Linked DNA regions of Anser cygnoides: region 2 is linked to region 1. Evidence: chromatin contacts called from public Hi-C data. All regions are on one chromosome and are shown on one strand. The core of a region is the stretch at or near the end of the contact, and the rest is flanking DNA. Distances in the headings are between cores, read along the strand shown.

Region 1 (2,877 bases), core at 64-2,563:
AGGGCACTGTTCTTAAGCATTATCCCCTTCGTGCTTACCCAGGCAGCGATCAAGTCAGAGGCTGCATGAGCTAGAGCAGCATTAGCTGTTTGCTAAGAGCCTCCCACACCTGTCCCCAAACAACCACAGAACTTCATGTCCTCATGAAGCGAGCAGCACTTTCACTTCCTCTTTCAACATCCGCAGCTGAGGCCACAAACACAATCTTGCCTCAGTTCAGCCTGCGTTACCCCTCCCCACTGCCTCCCCCTTGGACTTTGCAGGAGTATCCAACACCACCTTCCTCGCTGTTTATCTCTGAGATTTCACATCACCCCAGGTATCTCCCGGGAACTCTGCCAACTCCCTCTCCGCCTACCCTGCAGCCAGCCCAACAGGGAGGCTGAAGGCAGGCAGGGAAGTTCTCCGTGCCCTGGAAACTCCTCGCCTCTGGCACCATCTGTGCGGGCCCCTCCCTGCCTACCTGTTGCAGGCACCAGGCTCAGCTCCTGCTGCCCTGCAACACCCAGCCCAAACCGATCTCATTCTGCCTGCTCCCAGCCACTTCAACACCCAGGTCCCTTGGTCGCAGCACGGCTGCTTTTGTTCCGGGCTCCTCACAGGGCACAGAAACCCTCACCTTTCCCTTTGCCCAGCTGTGAGGCCTCTATCCATTTCCTCATTTCTCCCGAGTTCCAGCCACCACCCGGTTCCACTTTCAGCGCTGAGCCCTCCCACCCCAAAACTCCCCCAAAACTCCCCACCAAGACACCCCACACCCAAGGGGGCACAGCCAGGACACCCCAAGGAGAGACCCACCTCCACACCCCCTTCTCCCAGCCCCAAGCCCTCACCTGTGGGCTGTTCCTCCAGGGTCAGGACGTCCTCGAAGCGCAGGTACTCCATCTCCTGCTTGCACTGCTGGGGGCCCTTGGCCCAGTTGACTTTGGCCACCCCGCAGGCCAGCACCTTGACGGCGCTGACGCGAGTCACCTCGGCCACCTCCACCAGCACGCGGCCGGCCACCTTCTCCCCGCTACAATAAACCTTCTCGGGCTCGCTGAAGGCCACGAGGAAGGTCTTAACTTTCTTGAACATCACCATGGCTGAGGTGAGTGCGTGAGGATTCTCCCGAGGAAGCAGCGAGCGGCGACGCGGGGCAGAGATAGGTTTTTCTTCCTCGCAAGGAGGAAAAAAGGCTATAAACCACCCCAAAAAAGGCTGGTTTCAGTCAAAAAAGAAAAAAAAAGTAGGAGGTTTAACCCCTTTCTGCCCGCCGCAGAGCCGCTGCGTAGCTCCTCCGCCTCCTGCTGCCCTCAGCGCTCTGGCCGCGGCGCCGCCGCCCGCCCCCTTTTATAGCCTCCGCCCGCCCGCGCTCCCCCCTCCCGCGCCTGTTGATGCCAGGCGCTCCACGCCGAAGGCGCGTGGCCAGGCCGTGCTGCTCGCGTGATCAGCGCGCCCATTGGCCGCCGCCGCCTTGTTTACAAGCCGGCTGGCCAATCAGCGCGCCGCCTGCGGAGCGTGGACAGCGTGTGAAGGAGAGGCGAGCGTGTGCTCGGCTGGGGAAGGCGGGGGCGGGGGCGGGGAGGGAGGCGGAGTGACAGCGCGGCGGGCCAATGGGAAGTGAGGACGGGCGGCGGTGGAGGCCAATGGGGAGCGGGGAACGGGATGTTCTGTTCCCAGCTGTGAGGGCCGGGGGCGAGACCCCCGCCTGGGGCTGGGCCCTGAGGGGGGGGGGGGGGGGGGGCTTGGGGCGACCCCCGCCCGCTGGGGGCTTCCACAGCCCCCCCCCCAAGTCCCCCTCAGTCACCTCCTGTGTTCCCTCAGCCCCCCAGTGATGTCCCCCCCCGCACCTAAAAACGTCTATTTTGTGGTAAAAAAAGGACGGAATTGGGGTCTGGGGGGCATCTCTCAGCCTCCCTCCGTCCTTTCTGGGGACCGTGAGGGGGCTCCCCTCATCCACCGCCATCTGCAGCCTGCAACAGGGTCCTGTGCCCCCTCCAAAGGGTCCTGTGCCCCCCAGTAGGGTCCTGTGCCCCCTCAGTAGGGTCCTGTGCCCCCCCAGTAGGGTCCCGTGCCCCCCCAGTAGGGCCCCGTGCCCCCCCAGTAGGGTCCTGTGCCCCCCCAGTAGGATCCCGTGCCCCTCAGTAGGGTCCTGTGCCCCTCCAACAGGGTCCTGTGCCCCCACCAAAGGGTCCTGTGCCCCCCCAGTAGGGTCCTGTGCCCCCACCAAAGGGTCCTGTGCCCCCCCAGTAGGGTCCTGTGCCCCCACCAAAGGGTCCTGTGCCCCCACCAAAGGGTCCTGTGCCCCCACCAAAGGGTCCTGTGCCCCTCCAGTAGGGTCCTGTGCCCCCCCAGTAGGGTCCTGTGCCCCTCCAAAGGGTCCTGTGCCCCCACCAAAGGGTCCTGTGCCCCTCCAAAGGGTCCTGTGCCCCCCCAGTAGGGTCCTGTGCCCCTCCAAAGGGTCCTGTTCCCCTCCAGTAGGGTCCTGTGCCCCCCCAGTAGGGTCCTGTGCCCCTCCAAAGGGTCCTGTGCCCCTCCAACAGGGTCCTGTGCCCCCCAGTAGGGTCCTGTTCCCCTCCAAAGGGTCCTGTTCCCCTCCAGTAGGGTCCTGTGCCCCCCCAGTAGGGTTCCGTGCCCCCCCAGTAGGGTTCCGTGCCCCCCCAGTAGGGTCCTGTGCCCCTCCAACAGGGTCCCGTGCCCCTCCAAAGGGTCCTGTTCCCCTCCAGTAGGGTCCTGTGCCCCCCCAGTAGGGTCCTGTGCCCCTCCAAAGGGTCCTGTGCCCCCCCAGTAGGGTCCTGTGCCCCCCCAGTAGGGTCCCGTGCCCCCCCAGTAGGGTCCTGTGCCCCTCCAAAGGGTCCTGTTCCCCCCCAGTAGAGTCCTGTTCCCCTCCAGTAG
Region 2 (2,982 bases), core at 303-2,802, 320 kb after region 1:
AAAAGTGACCCAAAATGGGCAGCCCCGAAGGGTCTCCGAGAACCCACACCCGAGTTACACGAGACCTGCCCCAAAATGGTCAATTCTCCCCAGTCCCCAAGGACTCGCCTCCGAATTCCGCAAAACCAGCCCAAAATAACCCGATCTCCTCAGTCCCCAAGGACCTCTCTCTGAGCTAAGCAAAACCAGCCCCACGGGGTCGGTTCTTTCCGGTCCCCAAAGGGCTCGCTTCAAAAAAAAAATCCGCAAAACCGACCCAAAAAGACTCGTTCTCACCGCTCCCCCCCTCCCCCCAACAACTCGCCTCCAAATTCCGAGAAACCAGCCCAAAATTTCTCCCACTTCTCGCCGCTCCCCGAAAACTCGCGGCCGAGTTCCGGGAAGCCTCTCCGAAATTTCCAGCTCTCCCCCAGAAACTCGCTCCCGAATTCCAGGAAAACCACCCCAAAAAATCGCTCCCCCCGAGGACAGGGGGGTGACCGAAAACCGGCCCCGGCCCCGCCGCCACCTGCTCGCCCGGGGCCACCGGGGCCGGGCGGTTTTGGGGCTATTTCGGGGGGGGGGGGGGGGGGGGGGGATTTTTGGGGGTGGATCCCGGTAAAACCACCGGGCTCGGGGCCAAGAGCCCGGGCGGGCCCCGTTTAATCGGTAACCGGGTTATCAGCACGGCGCAGCCACGGCGAGGGGTTTTTTTTTTTGTTGTTGTTCCCCCCCCCCCTTCGGGCAAAGTTCGGGTTCGGTTTTGGCCACCAGCTGCCGCTTTTAACCCGCTCGGCTCCGGTGGGACGAGCTCCCAGCCCCCGGTAGAGCCCCGGTGGGCCCCGGTAACCCCCCGTTAAGGCCCAGTAAGCCCCCGTTAAGGCCCATTAAGGCCCGGTAACCCCCCGTTAAGGCCCCGGTAAGGCCCGGTAACCCCCCGTTAAGGCCCGGTAACCCCCCGTTAAGGCCCCGTTAAGGCCCGGTAACCCCCCGTTAAGGCCCCGTTAAGGCCCGGTAACTCACCTTGGAAGGCCAGCTCGTGTTTCTCCAGGACTCCGTCCCCGACCCTCCGCAGCGTTTCCAGCGCTTTCTCCATCACGCCGTCCCCCGCCCCCCCGGGCCTCCCCAAAAGACCCGGCAAAAACTTTTTCGAGCCCGTTTCCGTTTCCCCCGCCGCCTCCCGGAGGTACCGGAGGATGAGCTCTAACGAGTCCTGCCTCAGCTCGTCGGCGGGCAGCTCCGGGGGGGTCCCGGGCATCGAGTCCCCCCCGGGTCCCCTCTCGGTTTCGGGTTCGCAACCGTCCAGCTCCTCCTCGGGGCTCCACAACGGCGGCGAGCGGGGGGCGGCGGGACCGAAGAGCGAGCGGGGGGAGGCCCCGGGGCCGAAAAGGAGCGAGCAGGGGGCACCGGGCACCGGCGCCGGGGCGGCGGGGCCGGGGGGGGAAGGGGACGGCGGGGCCGGGTCCCCCCCCCCGGGCGAGGCCGGGCCGCCGGGCCCCCCCCCCCCCGCCGCAGTAGAGGTTGAAGCCGACGAGGGCGTTGCGCTGCAGGGCGAACATGGCGGCGGCGGCGGAGCCCCGGGGCGGCTTCGGGAGCGGGGCCGGGCGGGCGGGCGGCCCTTTATATGGGCGCCGTGACGCCACCGGGAGGGGGGGGGGCGGGGCGGGGCACGGGGCGAGCCGGTTCCGCTTCCGCTTCCGGCTCCGCCTCCCCCCCCCCCGGGGCCTGATCCCGACCCCCCCCCCCCCCTCAGTTCCCGGCGTTTATCCCGGGATCGGGCCCCCGCTCCCCGCCACGGCCTCAGCACCGGGAGCCGGGCACCGGGGGAGGGGGGGGAGGAGGGCACCGGGTGCCGCCTTCCCGCCTTCCCCCCCCGCCCCGGGAGGTTTGGGCGACCCCAAATCCGCCCCGGGTTGTAGGGAAAGGGACGGGGAAGGAGCCGCGGGGGTGCTGGCGCCGCCGGGCCCGGGCAGGAAAACGCCGCGGCCGTGCCCGTGTCCCCGGTGTCGCCACGGCCCCAATGTCCCACGTCCCCCTGCCCCCATCCGTGGTATCTCCGCATCCCCGGTGCCCCCCCCAATCCCCAGTGCCCCCACCCCCAGTGCCCGCACACCCCTGGTGTCCCCACACCCCTCATGTCGCCGTCCCCGGTGCCCCCATGTCCCCATTAACCCCATTCCCGGTGCCCCCACATCCCCAGTGCCCCCATCCCCAGTGCCTGCACGTCTCTGGTGTCCCCACACCCCTGATGTCCCCATCCCCGGTGCCCCCTTGTCCCCATTACCCCCATCCCCAGTGCCCAACGTTCCTGTTATCCCCCATCCCTGTTATCCCCACTCCCCTCATGTCCCCATCCCCAGTGCCCCCAGATCCCCATTATCCCCCATCCCCAGTACCCACACGTCCCTGGTGTCCCCAAACCCCTGATGTCCTCGTTACCCCCATCCCCGTTATCCCCACTCCCCTCATGTCCCCGTCCCCGGTGCCCCCATGTCCCCATTAACCCCATTCCCGGTGCCCCCACATCCCCAGTGCCCCCATCCCCGGTGCCTGCATGTCCCTGGTGTCCCCACACCCCTGATGTCCCCATCCTCGGTGCCCCCTCACCCCTGTTACCCCCATCCCTGGTGTCCCCCATCCCCATTACCCCCATCCCCAGTGCCCCACGTCCCCATTATCCCCCATTCCTGGTGCCCCCCCATCCCCAGTGCCCCCATCCCCAGTACCCGCATGCCCCTGGTGTCCCCACACCCCTGATGTCCCCATCCCCAGTGCCCCCATGTCCCCATTACCCCCATCCCTGTTATCCCCACTTCCCTCATCCCCATTACCCCCATCCCTGGTACCCCCACATCCCCAGAGCCCCCATCCCCAATACCCGCACGTCCCCGGTGTCCCCACACCCCTGATGTCCCCATCCCCGGTGCCCCACGTCCCCATTACCCCCATGCCCAGTGCCCAATGTTCCCGTTACCCCCCATCCCCGGTGCCCCCCCATCCCCG

What was found. Hi-C and Micro-C count contacts between places; a contact is called where the count stands out from the background.
Region 2: a Hi-C map of liver shows a contact between it and region 1, with 11 times the contacts expected there. The contact joins the promoter of MCL1 here to the promoter of TXNIP in region 1. A contact is called at or near these places in 2 of 7 Hi-C or Micro-C datasets (both in liver).

The regions. Positions count from the first base shown.
Region 1 is chr33:1,053,964-1,056,840 of Taihu_goose_T2T_genome, forward strand. It overlaps TXNIP (thioredoxin interacting protein), which reads right to left and starts at 1,314. Exons shown (of 8, transcript XM_013201232.3): 1 at 834-1,314. The coding sequence starts at 1,083.
Region 2 is chr33:1,375,099-1,378,080 of Taihu_goose_T2T_genome, forward strand. MCL1 (MCL1 apoptosis regulator, BCL2 family member) reads right to left here and starts at 1,553. Exons shown (of 4, transcript XM_048054279.2): 1 at 1,471-1,553; 2 at 1,003-1,469. The coding sequence starts at 1,538.